Linked DNA regions of Ovis aries: region 1 is linked to region 2. A link is a contact called in public Hi-C data. All regions are on one chromosome and are shown on one strand. Each heading gives the region's core, a stretch centred on a gene start, on an enhancer-like site or on the middle of the called end of the contact. The rest is flanking DNA. Distances are from core to core; before and after follow the strand shown.

The links. A called contact is a pair of places that touch in the nucleus more often than the background predicts.
Region 1: a contact with region 2 is called in a Hi-C map of liver, with 2.9 times the contacts expected there. The contact joins the promoter of MT3 here to the enhancer-like site in region 2. A contact is called at or near these places in 9 of 16 Hi-C or Micro-C datasets (liver, mixed tissues, muscle and 4 more).

The regions. Positions count from the first base shown.
Region 1 is chr14:23,541,799-23,546,896 of ARS-UI_Ramb_v3.0, reverse strand. It overlaps MT3 (metallothionein 3), which reads left to right and starts at 3,420. Exons shown (of 3, transcript NM_001009755.1): 1 at 3,420-3,450; 2 at 3,681-3,746; 3 at 4,563-4,663. The coding sequence starts at 3,420. The coding sequence ends at 4,663. The region is part of intron 1 of BBS2 (Bardet-Biedl syndrome 2); the gene reads right to left.
Region 2 is chr14:23,428,073-23,433,492 of ARS-UI_Ramb_v3.0, reverse strand. No RefSeq gene overlaps it. Among named protein-coding and RNA genes, the nearest start is that of TRNAG-CCC, 44 kb to the right of the region's middle. Within about 2 kb of position 1,737, at least 8 of the 54 cell types and tissues checked have an H3K27ac peak or open chromatin away from gene starts, as enhancers often do. A contact at or near this core is called in liver, where this site is marked.

The DNA.
Region 1 (5,098 bases), core at 2,171-4,670, 110 kb before region 2:
GAAGACTCAAGAGCCAACACGTGCAAAGCCTGGAGAAAGCTTAGCTCGCTCCTTGTCTGAGACCCTTTGGAGGCCCCCTGGAAGCTAATATTTTTGAGGGTGCAGAGTTTCCAACCAACATTTTCAAGTGTTTGTCCAGCTCCGATTTAAAAGAGGCTCAGCTTTGCCAGGGGGGAGCGGACTAGGGCCTGGCCTCTCCTGGCGAGTCTCAGTCGCTCCATCTTCCTGGGAAGCAGCCTCAGGACCACCTCCAAAGCGGGAGGGCTGCAAATCCTCCACAGATATTGACCCTTTAATCAAGAGAAATTGATAAGAGGCCAGGCAAGGCTTTATTGGGTTCAGGCTGCAGCATGAGGTAGTGAAAATAAGAAACGGGTGTCCTTGCTCGTTCTCCCAGGAGGTGGGCTGGTTCCTTAAATGGATGAAGTTAGGGGTGGCTCTGGTTGGGCCAGAGGGGTGGCTTAGGTGTGCTGTGCGCAGGGATCATGCACAGTGCCTTGGTTTTGCTGTGTGCGGAGTTGTTTCAGTCGTGTCTGACTCTTTTCGACCCCATGGACTTTAGCCCGCCAGGCTGCTCTGTCCATGAGATTCTCCAGGCAAGAGTACTGGAGTGGGTTAAGCCCTCCTCCAGGGCATCTGCTCTGAGCACCTCGAAAATGGCAGTTTGTGGCCCTCCTGTATCTCATTGTTCCTAATTGCCTCAAATGTGCATGCATGGTTATTTATAGTTTCATACAGTCTCTTTGTAAATGAAGAAACATTTGTCCAGGGCAAGCACTCTGGTAGAGAGTCCCAGGTGCCAGCCTATCCCAGTATTTCTTTTTTAAAAAGTGGAAGTTGGGTGTGAGAGGTGATCAGGTCTCTTTGGGAGGACTTGTGGAGGCACTTCCATTCTTGAGGAGGCAACAGGTTGTCGTTGTGTAGTTGCTAAGTCAAGTCCAACTCTTTGCAATCCCATGACTATAGCATCCTTGGAATGCATGAAAGTGAAAGAGAGGAAAAAGTTGGCTTAAAACTCAACATTCAGAAAACTAAGATCATAGCATCCAGTTCCAACACTTCATGGCAAATGGATGGAAAATGATGGAAACAGGACAGACTTTATTTTCTTGGGCTCCAAAACTACTGCAGATGGTGACTGCAGCCATGAAATTAAAACACGCCTGCTCCTTGGAAGAAAAGCTATGACCAACCTGCTGCTGCTGCTGCTAAGTCGCTTCAGTCATGTCCGACTCTGTGCGACCCCATAGACGGCAGCCCACCAGGCTCCCCTGTCCCTGGGATTCTCCAGGCAAGAACACTGGAGTGGGTTGCCATTTCCTTCTCCAATGCTGGAAAGTGAAAAGTGAAAGTGAAGTCGCTCAGTCATGTCCGACTCTTAGCTACCCCATGGACTGCAGCCCACCAGGCTCCTCCATCCATGGGATTCTCCAGGCAAGAGTACTGGAGTGGGGGTGCTCTAGATAGCATATTAAAAAGCAGAGACATTATTTTGCCAACAAAGGTCCATCTAGTCAAAGCTATGGTTTTTCCAGTAGTCATGTATGGATGTGAGAGCTGGACTGTGAAGAAAGCTGAGCGCTGAAGAATTGATGTTTTTGAACTGTGGTGTTGGAGAAGACTCTTGAGAGTCCCTTGGACTGCAAGGAGATCAAACCAGTCAATCCTAAAGGAAATTAGTCCTGAATATTCATTGGAAGGAATAATGCTGAAGCTGAAACTCCAATACTTTGCCACCTGATGCAAAGAACGGACTCACTGGAAAAGACCCAGATGCTGGGGAAGATTGAAGGCAGGAGGAGAAGGGGATGACAGAGGATGAGATGGCTGGATGGCATCACCAGCTCTATGGACATGAGTTTGAGCAAGCTCCGGAAGTTGGTGATGGACAGGGAAGCCTGGCATGCTGCAGTCCATGGGGTCGCAAAGAGTCTGACACGACTGAGCAACTGAACTGAACTGACTGAAGCCCAACAGACTCCCCTGCCCATGGGATTTTCCAGGCAAGAATACTGGAGTGGGTTGCCATTTCCTCCTCTAGGGGATCTTCCCAACCTAGGGATTGAACCCACATCTCCTGTATTGCAGGCAGATTCTTTAACTGCTGAGCCACCGAGGAAGCCCCTTAATGCAGGGTTCCTGGGAAAAGTTTTGTTTTGTTTACGGTCTCTAGATGAGCCTTGCCTCTGTGAGGCCCAATACAACCATGTGAAAGGTGCTTACACTATAAGCAGAAGTGAGGCCTCCCCGTGTTCGGGGCTGGGCGGGGGCGGGGGGTAGGTCACCATGTGGCTGCCCTTTCTGAAACACCATCAGCAACCCTTTCTCCTCCTTCTGTAACCCTTGGCCAGTTGTCTAATGCTGTCCTTTGCTCCTCCATTTCCTAGGGATTAAGTGTGCTGACTTGCTGAGTGAGGACCCAGTCTTGTAACAAAGGACGTGGACTGTTCTGTGTCCAGCTTCTGTGGCTGCTGCCCCATCACTCCAGTCTCTGCTCCAATGGTCCCATCGCCCCCTCCTCTTCTCATCTCTGTGGACCTTCTAAGCATGCTCATCACTGGATTTAGGGCCTATGTGGATAATCCAGGATGATCTCATCTCAAGATTTTTAATTTAATTACATCTGCAAAGCCCTCCTTTCCAAATACAGTAATAACCACAGATTCTAGGATTTGACATTGATATCTCTTGAGGGGCCAGTTTTCAGCCAAACACACACGCAAGGGTCTCTGAGAAACTCAGCAGAAGGAACAGATAAAAGGAGAGAGGCTTCCCTCTGAAGCTGAGATGCAGCCACCTAGCATCACCATCCCTCCCCCCAAAACTCCCGCTGGTCACCCCAGTCCTGTGCTGCAGGGCTCCCAGAGCAGGTCCTTCCCAAGACAGTTTGTGAGGGCCCTTGGGTGGGGGCGGGGTGTGTTCTCTCCCCATCAAACAGGGAGTCCTGGAGCAGCGGAATGACTCAGCGCACCCTGGGAATCCCAGAATAAGGGATAACGGCGGTGGAGAGGATGAGAAGCAGGAAAGGGCTGGGAAATAAAAAAGCCTTTTGCTCTCCCTCTGCCTCCAGAGGCGGGAAGTGAGCACTTTCTGCGAGGTGGCGGCTGCAGCGGTGGACAAGGGCGGACAGGCGGGCGGGGAGTGCTCCCCGTGCACATGGTGGGAAGTACGTGACTGCGCGCGCACCCGGCTGTGCACACTGCAGCGGGACACACGGCAGGGGTGCGGGGAGCGCGGCCGCAATGCGCGCCTCCGCGCCGACTTGTGCTCCCGGATGGAGAGAGGAGGCGCGCGCGCCTAGAGGGCTGTGCCAACGCGCCCCCGCCTGGGGCTATAAAAGTCTCGCCACCTGCTGCCGCCAGTGCATCCAATTGCCCTAGAAGCCGATTCGCCTCCTTCGGTGGTCGCTCCTCTCCGGCATGGACCCTGAGGCCTGCCCCTGCCCTACTGGTGAGCCCCCGCCCCCGCCCCACCTGCGGCACCGCGCGCCCCTTTACTTGCAAAGAATCCTACGCCTTTGCTCAAGGACGTTTGCGGGAAGGGACCCTTATTTCCCATTTTGAATTTCTTGAAGGATGGGCATGGCTATATCCCCAAGGGCACTGAGGCTGAGTACCGCGTCTTCTTTTAGGCCTGGCCCCACCCCGAGTTCTAACCCATCTTGTGCCCCCCTCCCCCAGGCGGCTCCTGCACCTGCTCCGACTCCTGCAAGTGCGAGGGCTGCACATGTGCCTCCAGCAAGAAGAGTGAGTGCGGGGACCCCTCTGTGCGCCCCCCTACCCGTCCTCCCCCGAGCACCACGCCTGTCCACGTAGGCAGTAGGCACGGAGCGGCCCCTCTGCCGGCTGTGACACTGAGTTGACTCTAACGGGAAAAGAACCACCCAGAGGCCTGAAGACTCAGTTGCAGGCCCTCCTTCAGTGATTGTTACCTTGGGCCCAGGCAATTGTTTGTGGATTCCCGGAAGGTTCTAATGGGCAGTTAGGATACAGAACTGCTCTCCTGAGCCCACCGCTTCCCTCCAGATCTCCAACGCCTGGGGAAACATGAGTGAGGCCGGGGGTTAGCTCTGGAGTTGGGGTCCCTTGGGCCCTCTTGGCCTTTGTGGATCCCCTCAATTTTACCTCCCCTGAATCTCCCCCAAAGCAGTGCAATACGCAGGGGAAAGGCGCCCTTGTTTGTGAATTACACTAGGCGTACGCCCTCCACGAATCTCCTGACCCCTACACTTGCACCATTTCTGCCCCGACAGGTTCATCCTTCAAGGTCATTTCCCCTGGATGTTTTCTCCCTAAGGCCTGGTTCCCCCTAGTGTCGGCCTCACTCCACCATCCCCGGGGCTCCTGGGCTCATAGATGGGGTTGTGGGCTAGTTACTGTGGACCCTTCCCCCATGGGAGCCCGGTGTGTAGCTGACACACCAGAGATGCTGAGCCAACCCAGGTGTAAGACTAGGAAGTGGGGGGCAGTGCCCTCTGGCAGCCCTCCTTTCCCCCTCCTTTTGGTGGGGACAGGTGGGGGAGGACAGGCCATCAGACTGGGCGTTCCCCATTTTATCTGCAGGCTGCTGCCCCGCAGAGTGCGAGAAATGTGCCAAGGATTGTGTGTGTAAAGGTGGAGAGGGGGCCGAAGCTGAGGAGAAGAAGTGCGGCTGCTGCCAGTGAGGACGTGCCCACTGTCCCGTGTGAAACGTGTGTGAATAGTGCAGGGTGGCCCAGTGCCACCTGCCCTGTGGTGAGGCCCAGCAGTGTGTCCCCTTCCCTGCAAGCCACTGGCAAGTGACAATAAATCCTATGAATGGCATTAGCCAAGGACTGGTCTCTTCTTAAAGGGGAAGGACGCCAGGGTGGGGGTGGGGGTTGGGGGGGGTGGGTGGAAGGAGCCTCATCAGAAGAACTGCCCAGCTGGAAGATAAAATCGGGAGATTGGCCACTGGTCTTTCTGGGACTGGGAGGACATCCTCCCACCTTCAGATGGCACATGACCCTCCTGCCAAGTCAAGCTGAACTCTGGGAAAAGAGGGGAGACCAGACTCATATGGGTCTGTTTCTTTTTCTGCTTCTCAGCCTCACAGTCTGCATCCGTACAATGGGACTTGT
Region 2 (5,420 bases), core at 488-2,987:
ACTGTAGCCCAGGTTTCTCTGTCCATGAGATTTCCCAAAGCAAGAATACTGAAGTGGATTACCATTTCCTTCTCCAGGGGACTTTCCCATCCTGGGGATTGAAGCCAGGTGTCCTGCATTGCAGGCTGACTCTTAACCGACTGAGTCAGTTGCACTACTGTTATTTGCAATGTCAGATCGGAGAAGGCAATAACACCCCACTCCTGTACTCTTGCCTGGAAGATCCCATGGACCGAGGAGCCTGGTAGGCTACAGTCCAAGGGGTTGTGAAAAGTCAGACACGACTGAGCAACTTCACTTTCAATTTTCACTTTCATGCACTGGAGAAGGAAATGGCAACCCACCCCAGTGTTCTTGCCTGGAGAATCCCAGGGACGGGGGAGCCTTGTGGGCTGCTGTCTATGGGGTCACACAGAATTGGACACGACTGAAGCGACTTAGCAGCAGCAGCAGCAGCAATGTCAGATATCTAAACAACAGCATTCTCTTTCCAGGCCAGAACAAGACAAAAGGTGGACAAAAGATCATAGGGCTTCCCTGGCGGTACAGTCATTAAGAATTCGCCTGCCAACGCAAGGGACACAGGTTCGATCCCTGGTCCAGAAAGATCCCATATGCCAAGAAGCAACTAAGCCTGTGTACCACAACCAAAGAGTAGTCCCCGCCTACCTCAACGAGAGAAAGCCTGTGTGCAACAACAATGACCCAGCACAGTCACAAAGAAATAAATCTTTTACAAGGTTAAAAAAATTAAAAATTAAATTAAAAAAAATTTTTTAAAACTTCATGGTGTAGGAATTAGGAAAAGATGGTAAATTAGGGAAGGAGAAATGAAAGAAACTTTCCGGGTCCAAAGGCAGGAAGTAGTCTACTTCAATATCAGCTACTTTTCCTAGTCCATTCAATTTTGAAGTCTCTGGCTGGTGTGCAGTTCCTAGAGTTTAGAGGAGTCCTTTGAAGTTGAGAAATGAGGACCCAAGGTTTAAGTCCGTGATATTTGGCTGTCATCTGGGTAGTGAGGAGAACTCGCTATATAAAATGTTCCCTTCCAAAGAGATCCAAGAGCAGTCTTTGTGCTTAGTGACTCCAAATTAGAAGGGTGGGGAAAACACTTGAAGCTTTAGTTTGGAGAGTCATGGCCAGATATTTGAGGAAACTAGAATTCAGGATCCAGTCCAGTTTACAGGAACATGTCTGAGATTTATCTTTGAATCCATAACACTTAGCATAGTGAGAATAAATGAAATAATGAACAAAAGGAAGGAAGGATGGAGGAATGGATGGATGGATGAATAATTAGAGCCAAAGATGATGGAGAGATGGAGTCCCTTTACTGTAAGGACATTCTCTTCAAAGATCCTTGCCTGGAAAAGTAATGAGTTCCCTGACCCTGGAGTTGTGTAACAGGAGGCTGAGACTTGGCAGGAACACTGTAAAGTTAATTCAGGCATCAGAAGGGAGACCGAAAGAAATTTAGGATGCTTCCAAAATAAGACTATGGAGCTCTAAATAAGTGCATGGAAATAGAAACCCAGGGAAATGAAAAGGTTTGCCCTTAATTCCCCAGCTTGGCATCTGTGGGGCTAGGAGTCACTCTGAGAGTTTTCCAGTTGTTCTGAGGACCCCAGACCAAAGCCTCCCCTTGGCTGAAGGCTTCTGTCTGCTTGCGCCTGCCCTGGGAATCTCATAGAGCATGAAGGTTACAGTCCAGGAAGGGAGAAACACTTATGAAACCCGTTGTTTGAAGAGTCTTTGGTTACCTGTAATTGGAGAGTTTTTGTCCTGGCTGTTAATATATTGGTATAAGAGGGCAAACTCCGTGGGGAGAGTATCTTAGAAGCGGCCAGGGGTGGGGGTAGGGTGAAGGCGGGTGGGGAGGGCAGGAGCTGGGGCCAGAGATGGAGAGGGCGGGACCTGGAGGGGGGCAGAGCTGAGAACGGGACCGCATTGCCCCTCCAAACTCCTAGAGACCTGCAGCCACAGGGGCTGCGCTCTTTCTGCACTGTGGCTCTTTGCTCTGATCCTGACCTCGCTCTCCACTTCCACGGCTTGGAATGAGTACTCCTGAAGCGCAGAGAGCGGGGTGACGTTTGGAAATATTTAGCCCGGGCAAGGTGCCAGAGATGCATATAGGGTAAATGTTCCCTAGCAGCGGCACGCCCTCTGGACTTGGAGTTTTGCACTCAGCCAATCTGGTGGCCTCAAGAGACACAGGGGAGGGTAAACACCCCAAGTCACAGCTGCACGGGCTATGACACGTGCAGAGAAAAATCAGCTAAACTCCTGCCTTGGTGTTGAGAATGTGGGAGAGCATCTCCTATTTTCCTCTTGATTATTAGTATAGTGTGTGTGTGCGCATGTGTGTGTGCGCCAGTCACTCACTCGTGTCTGACTCTTTGCGACACCATGGACTGTAGTCCGCCAGGCTCCTCTGTCCATGGATTCTCCAGGCAAGGATACTAGAGTGGGTTTCCATTTCCTTCTCCAGAGGATCTTCCCAACCCAGGGATTGCACCCTCATCTCCTGCATTGCAGGTGGATTCTTTACCATCTAAGCCACCAGGGAAGCCCCGATTGTTAGTATGGATGAGGCCAAATTATGGAGAGTGGCTCACCAGAATATTATTATCGATTCTGGAACCAGGATGTGTGGGTTCCCATCTGGCTCAACACTTAGTAGGTGTGTGTTCTTACTCAGGGGATGTCCCTTTGCTGTGCCTCAGTTTTGCCCATCTAAAATGGGAGTGACCACTGGGTTGTCATTGGACTGTTGTGAGATTGAAATGGGTTATTTTTAAAAGTGCATGGAATGGGCAAAGTAAAAACAAGGGGGGGATTCATAAATAAAGAAGTTGTTCTAACATGCGGTGTATTAATAGACACTCTGAGGTGTGATAAAGTCCATGGATCAAGAGCCAACTGCTATTTAAGAGCTAGTTTGTTACTCCCATGGGGTTTTGTTACTCCCAGTTCCCCAGAGGAGGGGGCTGACGCCACCTGGTGGGCACAAGGCAAAGCACTAGGTGTGTCAGAGGCAGAGGAAGGACGGAGGAATTGCAGGTAAGAACTTTATCTTGGTTGGTGGGAGGCAGGGTGAAGGAGCTAGCCAGCTCCTCGCCCCCACCCTCCCATGCTCTGGGGCTTAGGGACTACCAACAGTTGTCAGGTCCTTGAACTGTGGTGTTGGAGAAGACTCTTGAAAGTCCCTTGGACTGCAAGGAGATCTAACCAGAAGGAGATCAGCCCTGGGATTTCTTTGGAAGGAATGATGCTAAAGCTGAAACTCCAGTACTTTGGCCACCTCATGAGAAGAGTTGACTCATTGGAAAAGACCCTGATGCTGGGAGGGATTAGGGGCAGGAGGAAAAGGGGACGACAGAGGATGAGATGGCTGGATGTCATCACTGACTTGATGGACGTGAGTCTGAGTGAACTCCGGGAGTTGGTGATGGATAGGGAGGCCTGGTGTGCTGCAATTCATGGGGTCACAAAGAGTCGGACATGACTGAGCGACTGAACTGAATTGACCTCGAGTGACTAGGACAGGATGATAGTGGCCCATGTGGAGGGCCTAATAAAGAAAGAAGTTAGGGAACAGGTTCTGGCAGGCTGGAAGGGAAAGTTCATTCTTATCTCCAGGGATCGTCTAACTCTGAGAGGGGCAGTCCCCCCAGAATCATAAAGGCTCCGGCTGTCAAAGCATCAGAATACGGGACATAGAGGACATGGTTAATACAAGGGTGCAGCAAGGGACCTCGGAATGCATCTGTACCATTCTACAGATGGAAAAACTGAGGCTCAGAGATGGAAATGTACGTGCCCGAGGTCAGCTGGAAAATCATGCTCTGGATTCTGTCTCTGTCTCCTGAGTCCAGAGCCAGTGCTCTGGCCACCAGTGGTCTGACAGCCCAGCCTGCACTGGGCTTTAATCCCCTTCCTGGTGCTGTGACACTGTGAGAGGCCTGGAACCGAGGGAAAGAATGGAGTAAGAACAAATTAGGAGATGTTTATCCCCTACTGCTGCTTTCCACCTTTAGAAAGTCCATGTTGGCTGACTCCATCTCCACAGTTAACTAATCTGTAAAATGGACATATTAATGTCTACTTAGTGAGGCTTTGAGCTTCCCTGATGGCTCAGTGGGTAAAGAATCTGTCTGCAATGCAGAAGACACAAGAGACCTGGGTTCCATCCCTGTGTTGGGGGAGATCTTCTGGAAGAGGAAATGGCAACCCACTCCAGTAGTCTTGCCTGGGAAATCCCAAGGTCAGAGGAGTCTGGTGAGCTGCAGTCCAAAGGGTTGCAAAGAGTTGGACGTGACTGAAGTGACTGAGCATGGATGTGGACAGTGAGGCTTTTGTGAAGATTAGTTAAAAGGGACCAGACTGCACAGGGAATAATTTAAAAATTGCTAAGAATTTCAAGATTACAATAGAGTACTACAGCAATCACAGGGCCTGGAGGCTTCTGAAAGTGGTTGTTGTATAAGAGCACAGGTCTCACATCCATGACACAGCTGGGATACGACGCTTGGTTGTCTGACTCTAGAACCTGAGTCCATAGGTGCAAAGTAATTCTTCCTTCCTACACAGAACATGGTTTAAAGATATTTATCTGGGCTTCTCATGTTTAACTTCATGCCTGAGCCTGGCCGAAGGCACCCATTTGACTGACAATTCTCTGCTGCCCTCTTGTGGGCAGTGTCAATAATAACCATCCCTCCTTCAAGGGTGGTGGCTGACCTCCAACCCAGGGCAAGACTCTCAGCAATGATCCCAAAGAATGGTGACTATGCCTGAGCCGACACACCCAGGGACAGCATTCAGATTGCTCCCTTGTCTCTTGCAGCCTCTAGGGCCCTAACCATGAAGCAGTTGCTTGGGGCCAGGGTGGGGGTTGGAGGTGGGGGGCGGGTGCGGCGTGGAGATTCTCAAATCTTATTCCTCCTTCAAACTGAGATTAAATGCCTTCTGGTTCAGGTGACCTCCCCAGGCTCCAAGATGGAACCAGTTCAGTACTTAGCACCTCAGAAGTGCTGAGGCAAACTGACTCAAAAGCATTTGTCTGAAAAGGATCTATCCTTTGCCTTTTACCTGGGCTAACTGAGGATCCTATTTAGGTTGGCTGAAAGGCCCCTTTGGGTTTCTTTCCAGCACATTTTACAGAAAAACCCAAATAAACTTTTGGGCCAAGTTTTTAGTGCTTCCTGCTGTTGTTCTGCACCCTGTAGAGCCAGAGCGATCCATCTGAATGGCTACAATCATTTTCGCTTCTCTCTGGGCATGCCCTTTGTGGTGTGATTTTGTAACTGCATTCAGGAAGCGTCTGGACTCTTAACTTACTTTGATAATAAAATAGAGCAGATGTAATGGTTTGCCAGCTCTTGACTCAGGACTCAAGAAGCCTTGCACGTGAACCCTTA